Regions from separate parts of the Sus scrofa genome. Here region 2 is linked to region 1. The links are chromatin contacts, called in public Hi-C maps. All regions are on one chromosome and are shown on one strand. The core of a region is the stretch at or near the end of the contact, and the rest is flanking DNA. Distances in the headings are between cores, read along the strand shown. Region 1 holds the start of ZNF583 (zinc finger protein 583). Region 2 holds the start of SMIM17 (small integral membrane protein 17).

Region 1 (3,553 bases), core at 428-2,927:
GTCACATAAAGACGGCCCTGCACAAATGTGACAGCAAAGCTATGTGCATAATATTTGCTAAAAAACTGAACCAAAAAGTTAATACATTTCACAGGTAGGCAAGTGGTTGAATCATTTTTGACACAGCCATATGATGGATGCCAAGCAACTATCAAAAATGATGTGGTTGACAATATCAGCTGACAAAGATATTCACAATGGAGCCCTTTGTACAAGAAAACATGCAGCAAAAGAAGTGAAACCCAGAGTTCCCACTGTGGCACAGTGGGCTAAGAACCTGACTGCAGCACCCCCACCTCCCCATCCTGAAGTGTTGAAAGATCCTGTGGTTGCCATTGTGCAGGTCACACCCCTAGTTTGGATTCAGTCCCTAGCCCAGGAACTTCCATATGCCAAGAGTGCGGCCATAAAACAAAAGCAACAACAAAAAGACGTCAAACCCACCCATGCCCAGGCTAACTGCCCCTCCTCCCCAACGAAACCAAAACCAGAATGGAAAACATTGAGTATTAAGATGTATTGAGTATTAAGATGCGGAGGCTCATTTCATAAAAACTTAGAGTGCCTGGAGTGTTACAAATATTTAATTCTAAGTAGTGTGTAAATGAAATAATGATAAATGTTTCCTAATAGCACATAACAGGTCTTTTTCCTCGTGACCACTTTTTTTTTTAAGCATTATATGTATCAGCTGTAAATATTCTATTATAGGGCTGGCCTGTGATTTACCCAACCGTTTCCCCAAGGTTGAACAAATTTTGAACAAGATCCGGTAAAATGTTCAAACATGTCACAGCTTCTAAACTAGCCGTTCCGGAGTTCCCGTCATGGCTCGGTGATTAACCAACCCGACTAGTATCCTGAGGATGGGGGTTTGATCCCTGGCCTTGCTCATTGGGTTAAGGATTTGGCGTTGCCCTGAGCTGGGGCGTAGGTCGCAGTAGCGGCTGGGATCTGGCGTGGCTGTGGCTGTAGGCCGGCAGTTACAGATCGGATTAAACCCCTAGTCTGGGAACCTCACTATGCTGCGGAATAAACTAGTGGTTCCAAATCTTCTGGGGTCTTGCAACTCACTTCGTCAAAGATTTAAAAAAAAAAAAAACAACTACGTTAAGAATAAATGCAAAACATCCATAAGCAAGCATTTTCTGGAGTTCAGGACCCTCCAAGAGACACACCCACCTTAGGGATCCATGCACCCGGGCTATGAGCTCGACTGCAGGTAGGGGGCGCCAGCAGGGCGCGCTGCGGGGGCCGATGGGAAATGTAGTCCAGAGCGAGGAAAGCCGCTGACTTACGTGGGGGTAAGACGTTCCGGTTCTGCTTAAGCCCGAGACCTGCCTGGTCGTGGAGCTCGCTCCCGCGCGGATCCTACAACACCTGGCGAGCTCCGGAGCCCCTCACCTGCCGCCTCTTTGGATCCAGATGCCCCCGCTGCCGCGCCCACTCTAGCCTCGGGGCGCTTCCTCCTAGAAACCAGCGGAGTCGGGAGCCGGAAGATGGCGCAGACGCACAAAGCACCGCCGATGCTGCGTCCCGATTGGAACAGCGCCGCAGTTGCTTCTGGGAAACGTAGTCTCCAGGCCCAAAGGCAGTAACCAAACCGCAAGGCAAGATCTCGCGATGTTTCTGGTGGGCGGGTCCGTGCGTGTGTCTGTGTGTGAGAGAAAGAGACCGTCTGGGATGGGACGGGGTGCGCTGTGTCCACAGGCTGCTGCGTGAAGTTGTGTGTTGCGCTTGTTGTCCGCGCGTGGTCGTCTCTCCGACGGCAGGTGAGTGTGTGAGCGGCCGTGGTGGTGCGTGTTCTGACTCGGTGGTTGAGTGTGTGGCTGGGACCGTTCAGCGCCGGGCAGACGTCTGTGTGTGGCTGCAGAGGCGGTATATGTGCGAAGTTTCTTCTCACGTGTTGAGTCGTCCGGACCGTGCAGCAGGCATTTTACCAGATGTTCTGGAGGGAGGTAAAAGCCCTGGAGTTGGTTCCGTAACCAATTTTACAACATCTTGCACAAGAGTTCCCTCGCTGTGGCGAGGCGAGTTGAGTCCCACGGCGTGGCTGGGGTCGCCGTGGAGGCGCCGGGTCGATCCCTGCCCGGTGCAGTGGGTTAAGGAATTCTGCGCGGCGGCTCGGGCGGTATAGGTCTCGGCCGCGGTGGAGTTTCAGTCCCAGTCCCAGTCCCAGGAAACTCCACATGCCCCCAGAGCGGCCAAGAAGTCTATGATGGTAGCTGGGGTATTAGTCCATGAGTTGTCAGCTAGGAGAGAAAGCCTGGAAATATTAAACAGAGAAGCAGACTGTATGATAAGGGTAGCAAGTCATTGGGATAAAAATGGACTTTTTTGTGTGTATCTTTTTAGGGCCGCACCTGAAGCATATGGAAGTTCCCAGGCTAGGAGTCGAATAGGAGCTACAGCCTCTGGCCTGCGCCACAGCCACAGCAAGGCAGGCTCCAAGCCGCCTCTGCGACCTACACCACAGCTCATGGTAACACAGGAGCCCTAACCCACTGAGCAAGGCCAGGGATCGAACACGTGTCCTCATGGATACTGGTTGGGTTCCTTAACCGCTGAGCCACCACAGAAACTCCAGAAATGGACTTCTTAATGAGCAACCCTGAGGAATAACTGGATAACCATTGGGGAAAAAATTAAAGTGTATTCATGCTTCATATCATACAAAAGTATAATCACCAACTTTATCAGAGTTCTAAATTAAACCGTACAAATAGCAGACAAGTACAGAGGTGAATTCCATTATAACCTGAGTGTGTGGAAAGGCTTTCTAATTACGACTTAAAAATCCAAACTTAATACAAGAAAAGACTGCTACACTTGGGAACACAAAGCTAAAGCACTTTGTAAGGCAAAATACACCATAAGCAAAGGCAAAAGAAAAATGACAAAAGTTTTTACAACTTTATATATCTCAGATAAGGAGCCTATATTTCTATTGTATAAAGACAAAAAGCCAAAAAAAAAAAAATGCAAGCAATCCCTAAACTCAACTTTGTAGGTTCTTTTTCATAATAGCAGTGATTTGGAAACTATTTTGTATGCATCATAGGATTGAGAAAACAAATAAATATATTGATTTGTTGGAAGCCAGTGTTTTACTATGGGAAAAGAGTGAGTGGATGATGGAAGGTAGGGAAGAATCCTGTGGTATTAGATTCGTGTGAACTCATGGTTAAAAATGTGTGTGGAGTTCCTGCCGGGGCGCAGTAGGTTAAAAGGATCCAGGCGGGTTGCAGCTGTGGCTTGGATTCAGTCCCTGGCCCTGGAACTTCCATATGTTGTGGGTGTGGTCATAAAATTTTTTTTTTTTAAGTGTGTTTGTTTCCCTCACTAGATCAATGTTAACATCCATAGTGAGGGCACAGTGATTGCATGTACCCTTGATAAGATGTGGTGAAAATGACATTTTACCTCTGTGGTCTTCCTCTCCAGAACACATAATCCCAGTGTAATGGCAGAATATCAGACACGCTAATTCAGGGCCATTTGAAAAAATATCTGCCCTGAACTCCTTAAAACTGTTAAGGTCAATGAAAACAAG
Region 2 (3,379 bases), core at 462-2,961, 120 kb before region 1:
CCCCGCCCCCGCGCGAGGCCACGCCCACATCCGCGCTCCCAGGTGCCTCCGCGCGCTGAGTGGGTTGGGCGGGGACCGAGGGGGTGGGAGCGCAGGAGGGCGGGGATTGAGAAAGGAGGATGAGGGAAGCGAGGGAGTCGGGGAGACGGCGGGTGGCGGAGGCGAGGGAAACTGGAGAGAGGAGGGGGAGGCAGGAGGGAGGTGCGAGGAAACCGCGGGCGCTGTGGAAGGGAGGACAGGGGAAGTGCTTCGACGAGAGTAAAAGAACAGCAGGAACGGAGTAGACCTGCTCGGGAGACAGGCAGTGTTCGGAGCCTCGGTTTCCTCCGCCAAAAGGCTGCAGTCAGGAAAGCTCCCCTGTGTACAGGGTGGTTGTGTGGTTCACCTGAGTTAATTGGCCTCGAATCCTTTCAGCAGGACCTGGGGCCCTCCGAGCAGCGCTGTGCAACCGGTTCTGACCCGCGAGGTCCAATAGGTGGCCACTGGGTGTGCGCGGGCTGTCGAGCCCTTGCCATGGGGCTGGTGTGGCCATGGAACTGACTTTTTAGCTGTACTTAATTTGATAAATTAAAATTTTCGTAGTAACAGCTGCTGGCCCCCGAGTTGGATGGTGCAGCTCTAAAGCCTTCACTGTTTTCGTTATATATACTAAGTTTCTCTTATATTTTATAACGGTGTGATCCGAGGTGGATTAACTCTTTGAATCCTCACCATGTAGCTCTGAGTTGTACCCTCTCACTGGGTATAACAAGTCTTAATACTCCTATCACCCGAGTGTACTACGTACCAGCCCCCCCCCCCGCCAGAGAAACTTGGTACACGTATCCTGTCATTTAACTGCAGAAGAGGCTTAGATAGAGTGAATTTGCAGAAGGCCATAGGACACGGTCGGTAAGGTTGTGTTTTTGTCTTGATTTGGGTCTGAGCTAGAAGATCCTGAAGCTCCCAGAAACGGAGTAGGCAGGAGTTCCCGTCGTGGCGCAGTGGTTAAGGACCCGACTAGGAACCATGAGGTTGCGGGTTCGATCCCTGCCCTTGCTCAGTGGGTTAAGGTTCCGGTGTTGCTGTGGTGTAGGTTGCAGACGTGACTCAGATCTGGCTTGGCTGTGGCTGTGGTGTGGGCCAGTGGCTACAGCTCCAATTAGACCCCGAGCCTGGGAAGCTCCATATGCCGTGGGAGTGGCCCTAGAAAAGGCAAAAATAAAAAAAGGCAAAAAAAGAAAAAAAGAAATGGAGCAGGCAGAGCAGAATCCATCTGCCCTGAAGCGGTGGCCACCATCCCGGGGAACCTCTGGTCTTAGGACAGGGGCCCTCACACTATCTCTACCCATAAGCTGTTTTGTTTGTTTGTTTGAGGGTTTTTTTTTTTTTTGCTCCTCTTTCCCTCATTTCCTTTCTCCTTTAAAAATTTTCTCATTTTTGATATTAAAAATGACCTTTGGAGTTCCTGTTGTGGCTCAGAATAAATGAATCTGACTAGTATCTACTAGGCGTCAGGTTCAATCCTTGGCCTCCCTCAGTGGGCTAAGGATCGGGTGTTGTGGTGAGCTGTGGTGTAGGTCACAGACGAAGCTCAGATCTGGTGTTGCTGTGGCTGTGATGCAGGCCAGCAGCTACAGCACCGATTCAGCCACTAGCCTGGGAACCTCTATATGCCAGGGATGTGTCCCTAAAAATAGGCAAAAAATAAAATAAATTTTAAAGATAGTAAATTAAAAATGACCATGATTTTTTTCAGCTTCTTCTCTCAGGAGCTGGCCTCTATTTTCCCGTTCCCTGCGGTCGTCTTTGGGGGTTGTTTTGACTGATATAATACGGCAGAAGCGATGCTGAAGGACTTTGGAGGTTAGACTCTCAGATTCCAACACCAGTTCCAACGTGTATTTTTCCCCACAGCACCAAGCAGCTCGCCAATACCAGCGGGGAGTTGAAGACACTCTCTATACTGAGATGGCATTGGTTAGCCATAGCTAATTCTACCTACACCTTCCCAGAATGATTTTCCAGCCGGCACCTGCCCCCCTCCCCCCGCCACCATCACCAATGTGTAAGAGCACCTGTCTTAATTACTGCCTCACCCATGGTGAACAACAGCTGGGCGCTGCTAAGTTTTTGAATCTTAACTCATGAAAGAAAGCCAAGGTTGGGAGGCATAGAGATTGCTCATTGTTCCCCAAACTTGTCTACCTCTCCCACTGCCAGAACCCCTAAATTTTCGCTGCATTTCCCAGTCTTTCTTGCAGCTGGATGTGGTTCGGTGACTAGCTCTGACCTCTGAGGGGCAAAGGGCAGCATCAGGTGATAGCTTCCCAGGTAGACTGCTGCATTCAGGTTCTGGCTTTGTCATTTGTTCCCTGTTAAGGAACCTTGTTGGAAAGCAACTTGATTTCTCTGCACCTCCGTTTCCTCCTCTGTATAATGGGGATCAAGATAGTATCTACTGTATAGTGTGGTAATGAAGACACAAATGAAGTAATACAGTGAAACAGAACAGTTCCTGCCACGTAGAGGATTCCATGTGGTGTCATAATTATTCTTATCGTAATTTTATTATCACTTCCTAAGGTCGTCGTGAGGTTCAAGTGCAACCATACACCGTGGCTGTCATCAGGACAAGTTACCCTGGGGTTTACTGGTCTCCCAAGACCAGGGAGAAATATTAGGAGGAACTTAAATCCATCCATCTTCCCATCCACTCACCTCCACCAGCACCACCACCATAGGACGCTCTGTAGGGTTCCCGTTTTCTTCATCATAGATACTCATTTATCCAATAAATATTCCCCAATGCATGCAAATTCATAGGGCGCATTGTCCCTTTGCCCAGGTTTCTTTCAAGAGCTGCCTACAGGGCATGTGAGTGTTTATTTGTAGGGTGTCACCTGCTTTACAGAGAGAGGCAGGTGTGAAGTCAGGCTTTTTCACTGCTGAATGCAGCAAAGGGAGGTTGGTTACAGCAGAAATGTGTGCAGAGAGGGGGAGGAGAGAAGTAGGTCAAGAAGAAGCCTGAGTTGTTTTTCTTTTTTTCCTTTGTTCCTTTGCCGTTAGTGCTGAAGGGGTGTGGATGTGGGATTCCTGCATCCTCTGCTCAGCAGAATCTCAGCAGACAAGAGGCTTGGGGTGCACAGAGATTCATTCATTCAGCGACTCTCTGAGCACCTCCTCTTTCCAGACACTGTTCTAGGGGCTGGGAATCCAGCAGTGAGCCAGTCAAAGCCCTGTGTCCTGTGGAGCCATCACCACTGACTTCCGAGCACGGCCAAAGGTAATGAGGTGGAGGGTGAAGAGGGAGGCTGCTTCGGCTTTGGCTGTCTGGGAGGGGGCGTCTGAGCAGAGCCCCAGTATGGCTGTATGCATATCCGGAGGAAGCCTCCTCCAA

Evidence for each region. A called contact is a pair of places that touch in the nucleus more often than the background predicts.
Region 2: a Hi-C map of skeletal muscle shows a contact between it and region 1, with 7 times the contacts expected there. The contact joins the promoter of SMIM17 here to the promoter of ZNF583 in region 1. A contact is called at or near these places in 3 of 47 Hi-C or Micro-C datasets (heart right ventricle, mesenteric adipose tissue and skeletal muscle).

Annotation. Positions count from the first base shown.
Region 1 is chr6:60,719,419-60,722,971 of Sscrofa11.1, reverse strand. ZNF583 (zinc finger protein 583) reads left to right here and starts at 1,677. Exons shown (of 4, transcript XM_021095099.1): 1 at 1,677-1,772. It overlaps ZNF582 (zinc finger protein 582), which reads right to left and starts at 1,927. Exons shown (of 5, transcript XM_021095108.1): 1 at 1,405-1,927.
Region 2 is chr6:60,842,819-60,846,197 of Sscrofa11.1, reverse strand. It overlaps SMIM17 (small integral membrane protein 17), which reads left to right and starts at 1,711. Exons shown (of 5, transcript XM_021095126.1): 1 at 1,711-3,265.